Regions from separate parts of the Mus musculus genome. Here region 1 is linked to region 2. A link is a contact called in public Hi-C data. All regions are on one chromosome and are shown on one strand. Each heading gives the region's core, a stretch centred on a gene start, on an enhancer-like site or on the middle of the called end of the contact. The rest is flanking DNA. Distances are from core to core; before and after follow the strand shown.

Region 1 (6,902 bases), core at 3,310-5,809, 99 kb after region 2:
AGCAAACACCAAACATGAATCAGCAGCTCTAGTCCAGTCTGTTCAGCAACCACCACGCACGAATCAGCAGCTGCAGACCTCAGCAGACACCACACAGGACTGCAGGGGCAGTTCAGTCCTGAAGAAACGGCAAGGCTCGTCAACTGTCCAGAGTCCACTGTAGAAGCCGCAAGATGCCACAGGAACCTCACGGTGTTCTTCAGTGAGTTTCTCTCTCTGACATCACCATAAGTGAAGCTCAATGCAATGTAAAGCAAACCAATACACGTGTGCCATCAGAGAAGACTGACAAGACAGGGCAAAGTGAGCCAATGCACGCGCTCCCACTGTCTGTGGGGTCATATTTATATTCCTTCCAACTATCACGTGTCCTTTCACGTGTCTGCTATAGCAAGACATTCTTTCACCTGTGTCTGCTTCAGCAAAAACATTCTTGCAGGTGTCTGCTTTAGCAAAAAATTCTTTCCCCTGTCTGCCCAGTAAAACATCATTTCACATAACTGACTTTCTGAAGAAACCAGAAGTTCCCCCTTTAAAGCCCCTGCGTCAGTGTTGCTATAAAACTTCCAACCTGCTGGTTCTTTCCAAGTGCTTTAAAAAAAAAAAGTTTTGTTTGTTTTTATTCAATGACTATGTGTGCCTCCTTGTGTATCTGTGCGCCATGCCCATGCCTGTGCCTTTGGAGGCACAGAGAGCGTTGGGATCCCCTGGAGCCTGCATTAGAGACAGTTGTAGGCAGCCATGTGCATCCTGAGAAGCAAACCTGAGTCCTTTCTGTAAGAAAGCAATGCGCTCTCTTAACCACCCAGCCCTCTCTCCAGCCTACTGGGGGCTTTCTTTTGACGGCTATTGTTTTTTTATATTTACACTTCAAAGCAATTAATACTATTTCTTTCATGGGTTTTCCAAGGCTCCTACAGTACCACATACCTTCTGTCATGGTGATTTGTGGGCAGAGGCTGCCTCCCAGGACTTGCTTGGTACACGAGAAACGGATTACTGCTTCTAAGCATCCTTCTGCCAACAGTCATCATCACAAGCCACCACATTTCTGGCCCTATCCAGATACCTTTAATACCTCATTCACAAATGTACGCTAAAACCCAACCTGGCCATTTTAATGCTCTCAGAGTTTCCCAGCCTGTACCAGACTCAGGCTGCCCAGAAGTCCTGTTCTTAGAACCCTGGGACAACAGATTCATTTACTACTTTGGGTTTCACTGTTGACACATCTACCTGGTCCCAGAGCTGTGGAGCCACAATGCAGATTGTCCCAAACTAGCAGCCCTTTCAGGAACAGCCTGGGAAGTATTGTTGGGGATGAGATGACAGAAAGGGCCAGGTGCGTTAACTCTTCTGAAGCCACAGGTGCTGGGGAAAAGCTGCTTCCGGTCCTGGCTCTATCTGAAAGGCAGACAGGTGACCAGGGAAATGATTTGCAAGGTCAATTTGGAGCATAAAAAGGGAGAGAGGGCCGGGCGTGGTGGTGCACGCCTTTAATCCCAGCACTCAGGAGGCAGAGGCAGGTGGGTTTCTGAGTTCGAGGCCAGCCTGGTCTACAGAGCTTGAGTTCCAGGACAGCCAGGGCTACACAGAGAAACCCTGTCTCGAAAAACCAAAAACAAAAAACAAAAAAAACTTTTAAGATGCGAGCACTGAATTCCCTGGAGTTGGAGTTATAGGCAGTTGGAAGCCACCTGTCCCCAGTGAAATGCTCTTAACCACAGAGTCCTCCAGTCCCTTTGTTTTTGTGTGTTCAACACAACAAAAATAATCCTTTCCAAACTGCTTTGATCCACTCTCTTTCTCTCTTTCTGGAATTGGCTGTGTACTTCAGGCTAGCTTTGAATTTGCAACAATCTTTCAGTTTCCGTCTCTAAAGTGCTAGGACCTCAGTCTTGTCCCATGACCAGATTTCTAGTTTTCGTTTGTTTGTTTGTTTGTGTGGGTGAGTAGGTGGGTGTGTTTTGTTTTGTTTTGTTTTGTTTTGTTTTGTTTGAGACCATGTAATTTTGCGTAGCCTGGAACTAGTTATATAGACCAGGCTGTCCTTGCACTCAGAGATCCACCTACCTCTGCCTCCTCCAGGCTAGAATCAAAGGGTTTTGTTTTGTTTCGTTTCTGTTTCTGTTTCTGTTTCTGAGACTGTCTCTATAATAGTCTAAGCTGGCCTTGAATTGTTTTTTTTTTTAATATTTTCTTTATTTACATTTCAAATGTTATCCCCTTTCCAGGTTTCCCCTCCAAAAACCCCCTATCCACCCCTTTTCCCCCTGCTCACCAACTCACCCACTCCTGCTTCCTTGTCCTGGCATTCCCCTACACTGGGGCATCGGTGTCTCACAGGACTAGCCTTGAATTCTTTCTTTTTCTTTTTCTTTTTCTTTTACTTTTTCTTTTTTTAAGTGTAGAAATAGTTTATTCAGGGCATGTGGAGGGGAGTTAAGAGGGCAGTAGAGGCAGAGAAAGGCAGAGAGAGGGAGAGAGTAGAGAAGTAGAGGCCATGACCACGTGGAGAGAGGGGGGAAAGGAATGGGGAGAGAGGCAAGAGTAGAGAGTAACAGACACAAAAGAAGCAAGAGAAAGATGGGGGGGAAAGCAGCCCCTTTTATACTGAGCCAAGCCTACATGGTTTTTGCCAGGTAACTGTGGGAGTGGAGACCAGATAGAATACCAACATTCTCCTGATTTGGTTTAGTTAAAAAAGAAAAATTAAAAGGATGATGGTGAAGCAGGAATAGGGTCATCGTGATATCTGGCTGCTTCATGCTGACATTGGGGGCGACATCTCTAGGAAACCATCTAGAGGGATGGTTATGAAAGACCTCCGAAGGGAGACCCTCACTCAAGCCTCGGGATAATAGCGGACCCTCAAGAACTCACGAGAGACCAAGCTTGATGCAAACCACATGAGGCTTTATTCGGGAAAGCCAGAGCTCTGGGGACGACTCATATCCCACACAGGGGTAGAGGAGGAGTCAACCCCGAGGGGAAAGGGGTTCCAGTATAGGTCCTCAGGGGGGAAAGGAGAAGGGGGGAGTAGGGGATTTCCAGATCTAAACAATGTCTATTCTCAAGAAATGGGTATGGGAGGGGTACAAGGAAAGAGTCTGGAGCAGGTGCAGCAATTCAGGATTGGCCGGGCTGTGGTTGCTGGGGAGATTTTCCGACTCTGTCCCAGCAACCAATATCACAAACACCTGGCAGTGAGGTGCAGCAGTAGGCACACACCTGGGTTCAAGGAACGGTCAGAACATTGGCAGACACACGGGTTCAAGGAGCGGCCAGAACATTGGCAGACACACGGGTTCAAGGAGCGGCCAGAGCATTGTGCACCTCTATTTTTCTAAATCAGTGAAGCTAGTTCTGCTAGCCATGAAATCTATTTTGCCAATTTCAGGGCTTCTGTGACCTTTTGCATTCTGTCAGGATCTTTCAGTTATGGGGGATGTTTATCCAGTCTTAGGAGAGTTGGCTGCCTCTTTGCTGTCCAGGGTCTGTGGAGCCATCTGAGGATAGGTCAGAAGGGACAGGTCCAGTAGGAATGTGTGTCTATGAGAGGAGATTGGAGCATATGAAGGTTGCTTCTCTGGAGCTGTCCTGGGTGTAGTAAGCACCTGGACTTGACAAGATGCTGAAACACATTATTATAGGTAGAGAATAAGAGTAAATACATTTGAGAGAAAAACAATTTTTTTCTTAAGATGTACATTTGAAACCCAGAGAAATCCCACCCTCTGGAATAGGTTAGGCAGATGTACGTATCTGGGTGGAGTCTATTTGGTCCATGAGAGGTAGATCTGACTGGGTTTCCTGTAACTTATAAGTTTATAAAAGAGATAACAGCATGAGTTAACCACATGAATTGTCTTTAAGATGAGCCTTTTGTGGAGCAGAAGGAATAAGATTAAAAAGTTCAATCGGAGCTGGGCAGTGGTGGCGCATGCCTTTAATCCCAGCACTTGGGAGGCAGAGACAGGTGGATTTCTGAGTTTGAAGCCAGCCTGGTCAACAGAGTGAGTTCCTAGACAGCCAGGACTACACAGAGAAACCCTGTTTTGAAAAACAAAACAAACAAACAAAAAAAAGTTTGATTGTATAGTGGAATATTTTATTAGAGTTAGGCAAATTTATAGGAACTCAGATAATGTTAGGACAGTGGCATAGCAAAAAGAGGAAGTATGAAGCATTTAATCAATGGAAACAGAATTTAGGTAAGGAGATAACAGATTACATCTGTGAAAGTTTTTTTCTCTAGCTGTCAATGTAGCCAGAAGTCTGGGGAATAAACAATAATTTAGCAGTTATATTATTTAAAAAATGACAGAGTCTACTAGCCAACAGTTCTCTGTGATCTCCATGGTCTCTACAGCAAGTTGGGCAGTCAGTCTGGCTTTCAAGCACAGAAGATGCAGGCTTTTTCTCTGTGGAATGGATATGTGTGACGTGAAAAATGGCTTACCTTGGTTTTAGCTAGGTCACGTGACTCAGAGTATCGAGTGCTGTCCACTGCGTGTTTCAGTGGTGATCACATCACAGTCCAGGCAGTATCCTGCAGCTGTGTCCACATCTCCTGAGACTTCCTGGGAGGAACCTTAGAGGCTTTGGGGAATTCTGACTGTCACAAACTTAATAATTAACAAATTTCTTACAGATTGAGCACTGTAGGTTGGCTATAACTGAATAGAATTTGATAGCAGTCATCAAGACAGGATAGGAAAGAGAACCGTAGGTAACTTTGACAGTTTCGGAGGTATAGAGAAGTACATTGTTGTATTAGCAAAGAAACATTCAGCTAGGACTAGAATAAGAGCTAACAGCCGTGGCCTGAGATCAGACTGTACTGGCAGGCAAGCCGTGGGAATGGCTAAACTGTGGAGCACACAGCCAGTGGCCCACAGGTCATGGCCCCCAGGGCCAGTGGGTTGGAGCAGAACTGTGCTATGGGCAGCTGAGGCAGAGAACCCTGTCAGGTGGCCTGCAGGCTGCTGCGGGGAGGGACTTCCTACCCTTGAATTCTTTTTTTTTTTTTTTTTTTTTTTTTTTTTTGGTTTTTCGAGACAGGGTTTCTCTGTGTAGTCCTGGCTGTCTTGGCTGTCTTGGAACTCACTCTGTAGACCAGGCTGGCCTTGAACTCAGAAATCCGCCTGCCTCTGCCTCCCAAGTGCTGGGATTAAAGGCTTGCACCACCATGCCCGGCACTACCCTTGAATTCTTAATACTTCTCTTTTCGTCTAATAAATGCTAGGCCTACAGGCACGTGTTTTTATATTTTTACCTTCTTTTATTCCTTTTTTTTCTTACTGTATTTTTTTAGACTTATTTCTTTATTTCATGTATGTGGGTATACTGTCTTCAGACACACCAGCAGAGGGCATCAGATCCCATTACAGATGGTTGTGAGCCACCATGTGGTTGCTTGGAATTGAACTCAGAACCTCTGAAGAGCAATCAGTGCTCTTAACTGCTGAGCCATCTCTCCAGCCCCTTATTGTTTTGTTTTGTTCTTTTTAATGATTCCCTTTGCCATGTCTCAAATTTTTCTGATTTTTTTATAAAGTATCATCTTGTATTAATTGTGCTTATAAAATGTTGTTTTGTTTTTAATTTCTTATTGGTGCTTTGTGACTTTCACATCATGAGCCCAAAACCCCCAGTATCCACTCTCCACCCTTACAACCTCTCCCTAAAAGAAAAACAAAAAACAAAAAAAAACCTCACTGTGGAAGCTGTAGTGTGTCACAGTGTGTCCCACAGCACACTTCTCTACTTGCAAATGTCCACTGCAATGAGTCATTGGTCTGTTGCAAGGCACCTACCTGACTTCTGCTACTCTATCATTCCTGGGACTTCACTGAGATTCCTCCTGGATATCCTGTCGTTGCCGGTGTTATGGAGATCCTGTAGTTTTAGATCTGTAGGACTGGCCCATGCCCTCCAGCTGTTCATCAATGGGGTAGATGTTGGGGTGGGCCAACTCAAAGCCCTGCATCTGGGCCTGAGAGGTGTCCGGGCTGGTCAGCCTGCCAGCTTTTCTGCTCCCACACTACCAGGGCAGGGTCTCCAGCGCTGCCTGGCTAGGTTGTCCAATGCCACAGCCAGCTCTCAGGTTCTCATGGTCTCATGCCTACCGGGTGGCTCACCGCTGGTGCTCATGCCATCAGGACCATGGCTACTGTGCTGCCCAGACAAGTTGTAGGCCTACTCTCCTGAGTGCTGTTCCTGGTGAGGGACAGGTCCAGTTTTCCTACCTGTCATAGGTGACTAGGGACGAGGAGGGATGGGAGAAGGGGGCATCTCTCCTCCATCAGGGCCATGATGAGGCCCTGCCATCATCATCATCTCTGCCTCAAACAGCAGACAAGTTGCTGGGACCAGCTCTCCCACGCTCATGCCCGCAGTGCCAGCTCACGCATGTTTCTGCCAGCTCTACTGTGCTGCAGCAGGTGAGGGGCAGGTCTAGTTCTCCCACTCTGACAGCCTTGGGACCAGCTCTTCGCCTGTGGTAGGTGGCAAGGGGGGTTAGGGGGAGAGCATCTCTCCCTTCTCCCTCATCCGTGCCACTTCCCAGGAGACAGGTGGCAGGGCCAGCCCTCCCATGCTCACACCAGTGGCGCTGGCTCATCTGCAACTTCTGCAACCAGGGCCAGCTCTACTGTGCTCCCTGAGTGATAGTGGGACCTGCTGTTCATAGTACTGCAGTTGTGCAGGGTTGGGGTCAGCTCTGAGGCTCTCTTCAGGGCCAGCTCTTCCAGAAAGAGCAGGTGAGAGGTCGGGCCAGTTCTGCACAACCTTCATACATCAATAGCAACAGGGTAAAGAATTTGAGCCAGGGGCTGGAGAGATGGCTCAGCGGGTAAGAGCACCCGACTGTTCTTCTAATGGTCCTGAGTTCAAATCCC
Region 2 (6,905 bases), core at 71-2,570:
ATGCAGAAAAGTCATCATAAAGTCCTGACCTACATAACCACGATGTATTAAAATTTTCTCTGCTTTTCACACTCTGAGCTTTCCTCCTTCATCTTACCAAATAATTTTATTACCTGTTCAGAAGGCCCCCTCCTTAGCCAAGCAGTCATGGCTCACACCTTTAATCCCAGCACTGGCAGCCAGCAAGTACCAAGAGAGAAACCCTGTCTCAAAACAGAAATAAAAAAGGGGCCCTCCTTATTTCATTCCTTTCCATTCTTCCCTTTCATTTTCCTTATTTTTCCCTTTCTCATTTTTGTTTGTTTGTTTGTTTTCTTTTGTTTTTTTTTTTTTTTTTTTTTTGGTTTTTTGTTTGTAAACCTGTACTCCCTGATTTTCATGTATTTTTTTTTCCCCTTTTTTGAGACAGGGTCTCTCACTATGTAGCCCTGGTTGTCCTGGATCTCATAGAAATCCACCTGCATCCCCTCCCAAATACTGGATTAAAGGCATGTGCCAGCATATGTGGCTCAGTGTCTGCTGTTTTGTTTTGTTTTGTTTTAATTCTATGTATTTGTGCATGAAAGTGCACATTCACATTCCATGGAGCTACTTCAAGAAACTATAAGTTAGATGCCCTCAGTTTGAGTGTTACATATGAAAATTGCCTCAATTGTTGGATATGTAGGTTTTATTTTGAATATTTTGCACTGTGCTTTAATAAGCATACAGGAAAGTTAGTTTTCTCTTGTAGAGGTGTCATTTAGCACTGTGAAAACAGTTTTAGACATGATAAAGCACAAAGTTTTGTTGTAAACTCTTAAGTACACTAATTTCTTTTTTTTTCTTCTTTAGGACTCTCTGGAAGAAAAGCGGAAGCAGCAGCGATCTGAGCGCCTGGATCGGATTTTCCAACTTAGTGAGGCTCATGGGGCTCTGGCACCCGTGTATGGGACTGAAGTCCTGGATTTCTGTACCTTGCCCCAACCTGTTGCCAGCCCCATTGGTCCTCGTTCTCCTGGCCCCAGCCACCCCATCTTTTGGACTTACACTGAGGCTGCCCGTCGGGCTGTACTGTTTCCCCAGCAGCGACTAGAGCAGCTGTCAGAAATCATTGAGAGGTTGGCAGGGCTAAGTGCTGTTGGGGAGTGGGTTTGGGGGCTTAGTTCTTAGGTCTAATGAAGGTGCTAATTTCTATGGTATTTCAGGGTCATATCTTTTACAATGTTTATTTTCTTCTTTTCACAGGTTCATCTTTGTCATGCCTCCTGTGGAGGCACCTCCCCCTTCCCTGCATGCCTGCCACCCACCTCCTTGGCTGGCCCCTCATCAGGCAGCCTTCCAGGAGCAATTGGCCTGTGAGCTCTGGCCTCGAGCCCGTCCTTTGCACCGTATTGTATGTAATATGCGTACTCAGTTCCCTGACTTGAGACTCATCCAGTATGATTGTGGTGAGTTCTTGTCTATTTCAGGACCCTCAGTACTTGTTTGATTTGGTTTGAGACAGTCTTGCGTATCCTACGACCTCCTCTGTTTACTGCTGGGGCTGAGGATGGCCTTGGACTCCTCTCCACCAAATTATTCTTGAGTCTTTGTGTCAAGATCATTACATCAAAGAAACGATGCTTAGAGGCAACATTTTGGGAGCTTTTGTGGAAGTGATGTATATATGATGTTAATTGATTTGTTTATCCAGTGGTTGTCATGAACATCTGTCATTTTGCTTATCATTTGGGATAATAAGTGAGGCAGCGTAGTATAGAATATGGAAGCACACCTTTAATCTCAGCAGAGGAAGGCAGATCTCTGAGTTCAAGGCCATGCTGGTTTACAAAGGTTCTAGGACAGCCTGTACTGCAATAGAGAAACATTAAAGATCCAAAAACAAAGCAACTGGGTCTGAGGTGCACATATGTAAACTGTAATACTCAGGACAAAGAGGCAGGAGGATTGCTGCAAGTTCAAGATCTTCTGCTTATCATTATTATTATTATATAATTTTTATTGTTTCTGCTTTTTTAGAAACAGGGTCTCTTTATGGCTCTGGCAGTCTTGGAAGCTTTTATGTCTGGCTGGGCTGTAGACCAGGCTGGCTTTGAACTCAGAAATCCCTCTGCCTCTGTCTGTACACTGAATTTTTGTTCAGCAGTTGAGATGTAATATATGAGAGAAAATTTCTCTAAAAAATACATTATTTGTGGGAGGGGAGAGACCTGGGATGGTTAATACAGGCTCATAATCCCAGCATTTGAGAAGCACATTTGTGCAAGAGGGTAACTTTGAGGCCAACCTTGTTTACAAAGTGGGACCTGGTCTTAAAGAAAAAAAAAGAAATTTTTCTTGTGCATATAATGTGTCTATTCATACATGAATATGCAAGTCTACTTGCCTGTGTATGAGTTTAGAGGCCAGAGGTCAATTATTTTTCTCTATTACTTTCCCATCTATTTTCTATAATGGATTAAATTTGTTCCTTTACCATATCATGTTGTTATACAGACAATTTCATGATATATACATAACACACACACCTCATTTCACTCTCTCTCTCCCCCACCTTTATTTTTGATACGGGGTCTCTTAGTAAACCTGGAGCTCACTATTTCAGCTAGAATGGCTGACCCTCAGTTCCCCCCAACCTTGTCTTCCTATCTTTACCTCAACCCTTAGGATGCTAGGGAATCAGACTCAAGCACTTAGTCTTGCATAGCAAGTATTTTAATTTTTGAGCCATCTCTGCAGCCTTACCTTACCCCACCTCCATTTTAAATACCATCTGAAACCATAATAGGTTAATTGTAGGTCTTTTGAAACTGGGCTGCAGGTTTAACTCTCAGTGGTAATTGCTTTCCTAGCGTGCACGAGGCTCCATATTCAATCCCAAGCACACCCCTCATCTCTCTCTCTCTCTCTCTCTCTCTCTCTCTCTCTCTCTCTCTCTCTCTCTCTCTCTCTCTCTCTCTCACACACACACACACACACACACACACACACACACACACACACACTTGGAGCTGAAAATAATGTATCTCCAAGTGTCAATTGAGGTTGTCCTAGGACTCCAACACTACCAAATGTTTTTATTACTCTGTTTTCTATAGATGCCTACATAGTATAATGTCCAAGACAATTTATGTGTGTTGGATCCATGTGAGTTCTAGAACTAACTGAAGATATCAGACTTGACAGCAAGTACCTTACTCACTGGTCTTGCTAGCTGACTTACTGGAAATAATATACAAGTTGTTTCTATTTTAATGTTTTTTTAAACACTTATGTATTTTACATGAGCGTTTTGCCTGTGTGTGTGTGTGTGTGTGTGTGTGTGCGCGCGCGCTATGTGCGTGTCTGTTGCCCAAGAAGGTCAAAAGAGGGCACCGGATTCTCTGGAACTAGAATTACAGATGGTTGTGATCTACCCTGTGGATACGGGAACCTAACCTGGCTCCTGTGAAAGAGCACTTGTTTCTTGAGTCCCAAGGTCAATTCTGTTTGTTCTATGATGACTAGATAACCTTTTACCATCCTGGTCTGTCTTTTCCTATGGTTGTAATTGGGCCTTAAATTCCTTTCTGTAAACCTTGACTATAGATTTATTGATAATTCTAATGTGAATCTATTCTCATTTCAGCTGGCCTGACTGGTTAGTACTTTTGAGCCTTCTTGCTTATAAACACTAAGAACACACATTCCTACTCTATCCCCTGATGATCTGTTGCTCTGTGGCTTCAGCCCTAGGTTAAAGAGGAATTAAGTCCCAGATAGGAACATACTATAAGAAAGAACCTTTAAGGGTAAAAAGTAGGGAGTTTAATGGTTTTCATTCGTTAGACTAGTTGAAACCTTGACCTAAGACCTTCATTCAGCTGGAGTTGTCTTGTGTTACTGTCTGTCTACTGTTGTGTACCTCACCTCAGACGCCTTCATGCTTGTTTTGGTTTTTTGGTTTTGTTTTTGTTTTTTTTTTCTTTCAGGAAAGTTGCAGACATTGGCTGTGCTGTTACGGCAGCTCAAGGCGGAGGGCCACCGGGTGCTCATTTTTACCCAGATGACCCGAATGCTGGATGTATTAGAGCAATTTCTCACCTACCATGGCCATCTGTATTTGCGTCTAGATGGGTCTACTAGAGTGGAGCAGAGACAGGTAACTTGAGAATTCTTAGCCCTCCAGAGACTCACCTCAGCTTTTGTTTCTTTTACGAAGGGACCTTAAAAATTAAAAAGTCTTTTGTTTGTTTTAGGAATAAATCTCCAAATACCATCTTTTTTCCCTTTCCTTCTAGGCCTTGATGGAACGGTTCAATGCGGACAAACGCATATTCTGCTTCATCCTTTCAACTCGAAGTGGGGGTGTGGGTGTGAACCTGACAGGAGCAGACACTGTTGTTTTTTATGACAGCGACTGGAATCCCACCATGGATGCTCAGGCCCAGGATCGCTGTCACCGAATTGGTCAAACTCGGGATGTCCACATCTATAGGTGGTGCCTAATGTTCCTCCCCTCCCTTCCCCTTCCTCTATGTGTAGGGCATGCTTGGTATATTTGTAGGTTTCACACCTCACTTCTCATTTCCTAGGCTTATCAGTGAACGGACAGTAGAAGAGAACATTCTAAAAAAGGCCAATCAGAAGAGAATGTTGGGAGATATGGCCATTGAAGGAGGCAACTTCACTACAGCCTATTTTAAACAGGTACCAAATAAAATCCTTCTATCTAAACAGAAAAGAACTTTTGTTGTTAAAAGAGTTCCCTATTTGCTAGACAGCTGCTGCCTTTACTTCCACAGATTTTTCTGCATTGGTAGTTCCTCTCATACTTCAACCCTCAAAGTTTCTGGCCTTGAAGTAATATTCCATTGGTTGACCTCTCCCCTCTGTTATATCTAATAGCAGACCATCAGGGAACTGTTTGATATGCCTCTGGAGGAGCCACCTGGCTCATCTGTGTCTTCTGTTCCTGAAGATGAAGAGGAGGCTGTGGCCAGCAAACAAACTCATATTTTGGAGCAGGTAACAGAAGAGGTCACTCATAAAATAGCACTGCTGCTCAAATACATGTTGTCTTTCCTTTTCACTTGAGTTTGTCCAGGAGAGAGTACAGTTGCTGGTGATCCCCAGATTATAGTCAGTGTTTTGATTCATTTTGATTTTTCTTTGTTTTTTAAGATTATAATGTGATTACATTATGTCCCCTTCCTTTTCCTGCCTCCAAGCCTTACTTGTTGTCATTCAAATTCATGGACTCTCTTTTCATTAATTGTTGTTACATACATATACATGTAAAAGTATATGTGTGTGTGTGTTTGTATATTGCTACATAAGTGCAACCTGTTCAGTCCATACATTGTTACTCAAGTATGTTTTCAGGGGTAACCTTTTGGTACTAGATTACCAATTAGTGCATTCTTCTCCCCCCTGGGAAGACTATTTCTCATTCTCACATCATTCCCTAGTGCTTGTTGTATTTTGTGTAGGGTTGAAGCCTCGTGGTCTTTCCCCTATATACTTAGGCACACCTATGGCTTTTGTCCTTGTTCAGCCCAATTTTAGGCAATCATATCTGAGACTTTATGGTTCTGGCATTACTAAGAAACAGTCTCACAGCAAATTCCCTGATATTCAAGCTGGAAAGATGGCTCAGTGGTTAAGAGCACTGGCTGCTCTTCTAGAGGTTCTGAGTTCAATTACCAGGGGCTACATGGTGACCCACAATCATCTCTAATGGAATCTGAGTTCTTTATCTGGTGTGCATGAAAACAGAGCACATGATTTTCTCTTATTGAGTGGGGAAATCATGTATATTTTGGGGTTTTTTTTTTTAGATATTTTCTTTATATACATTTCAAATGCTATCTCAAAGGTCCCCTATACCCTCCCCCCACCCTGCTCCCCTACCCATCCACTCCCACTTCTTTTTTTTTTTTTTTTATTTAAAGATTTATTTATTATTTATTATATGTAAGTACACTGTAGCTGTCTTCAGACACTCCAGAAGGGGGAATCAGATCTCAGTACGGACGGTTGTGAGCCACCATGTGGTTGCTGGGATTTGAAGTCAGGACCTTCGGAAGAGCAGTCGGGTGCTCTTACCTGCTGAGCCATCTCACCAGCCCCACTCCCACTTCTTGGCCCTGTCGTTCCCTTGTACTGGGGGGATATATAAAGTTTGCAAGACCAAGGGGCCTCTCTTCCCAATGATGGCTGACTAGGCCATCTTGAGTGCGAATTTTTAACTGTGCTAGGTTTGTCTTATTTTATGAAATGGAAGTCACATTTTACAACCTAGGCTGCTCTTGAGCTGCTGGGCTCAAGCCATTCTGCTTTTGATAGCAGTGCTTTTAGGTAATTTTACTCATTGAGCCAACTAGAAAACTTTTAAGATTATTAATCTCACATTCTACTTTTCTGTATTGTAACTCTTTGGATTAAGTGATTATTTTAGTTACTGTTTTATTGCTGTGAAGGGACACCATGATCTAGGCAACTCTTACAAGATTAAGCATTTAATTAGGGCTCTGCTTACAGCTTCAGAAGGTTAGTATTATTATTATCATGGTAGGTAGGGAGCATGTCTGCCTGTACATGTAGTGTTGGAGCAATAGCAATTTACATACAGAACCATGGGCATCAGGCAGAGAGATTATAACCTCAAAGTTCACTCCCAGAAACAAACTTATTCCAACAAGGCCACATCCTTATTTTGTTTTTGTTTGTTTGGTTGGTTGGTTTTATTTGTTTGGTTTTTGGTTTTTAGAGACAGGGTTTTTCTGTGTAGCCCTGGCTGTCCTGGAACTCACTCTGTAGACCAGGCTGGCCTCGAACTCAGAAATCCACTCACCTCTAAGGCCACATCATGAATCCTTCTCAAACAGTTCACCAGATTGAGGAGTAAATGTTCAAATCTATGAGCCTTTGAGGGTCGTTCT

Evidence for each region. Hi-C and Micro-C count contacts between places; a contact is called where the count stands out from the background.
Region 1: a contact with region 2 is called in a Hi-C map of liver, with 2.3 times the contacts expected there. The contact joins two enhancer-like sites. A contact is called at or near these places in 3 of 39 promoter capture datasets (embryonic stem cells, fetal liver and trophoblast stem cells), 2 of 484 Hi-C or Micro-C datasets (liver and nephron progenitors) and 2 of 9 other capture datasets (adipose tissue and pancreatic islet).

Annotation. Positions count from the first base shown.
Region 1 is chr7:127,644,507-127,651,408 of GRCm38.p6, forward strand. No RefSeq gene overlaps it. Among named protein-coding and RNA genes, the nearest start is that of Gm51458, 11 kb to the left of the region's middle. Within about 2 kb of position 4,560, at least 15 of the 459 cell types and tissues checked have an H3K27ac peak or open chromatin away from gene starts, as enhancers often do. A contact at or near this core is called in liver, where this site is marked.
Region 2 is chr7:127,548,306-127,555,210 of GRCm38.p6, forward strand. Srcap (Snf2-related CREBBP activator protein) reads left to right here. Exons shown (of 34, transcript NM_001304266.1): 26 at 835-1,100; 27 at 1,228-1,430; 28 at 3,954-4,123; 29 at 4,263-4,459; 30 at 4,557-4,671; 31 at 4,870-4,989. Among named protein-coding and RNA genes, the nearest start is that of Tmem265, 9.5 kb to the right of the region's middle. Within about 2 kb of position 1,321, at least 8 of the 459 cell types and tissues checked have an H3K27ac peak or open chromatin away from gene starts, as enhancers often do. A contact at or near this core is called in liver, where this site is marked.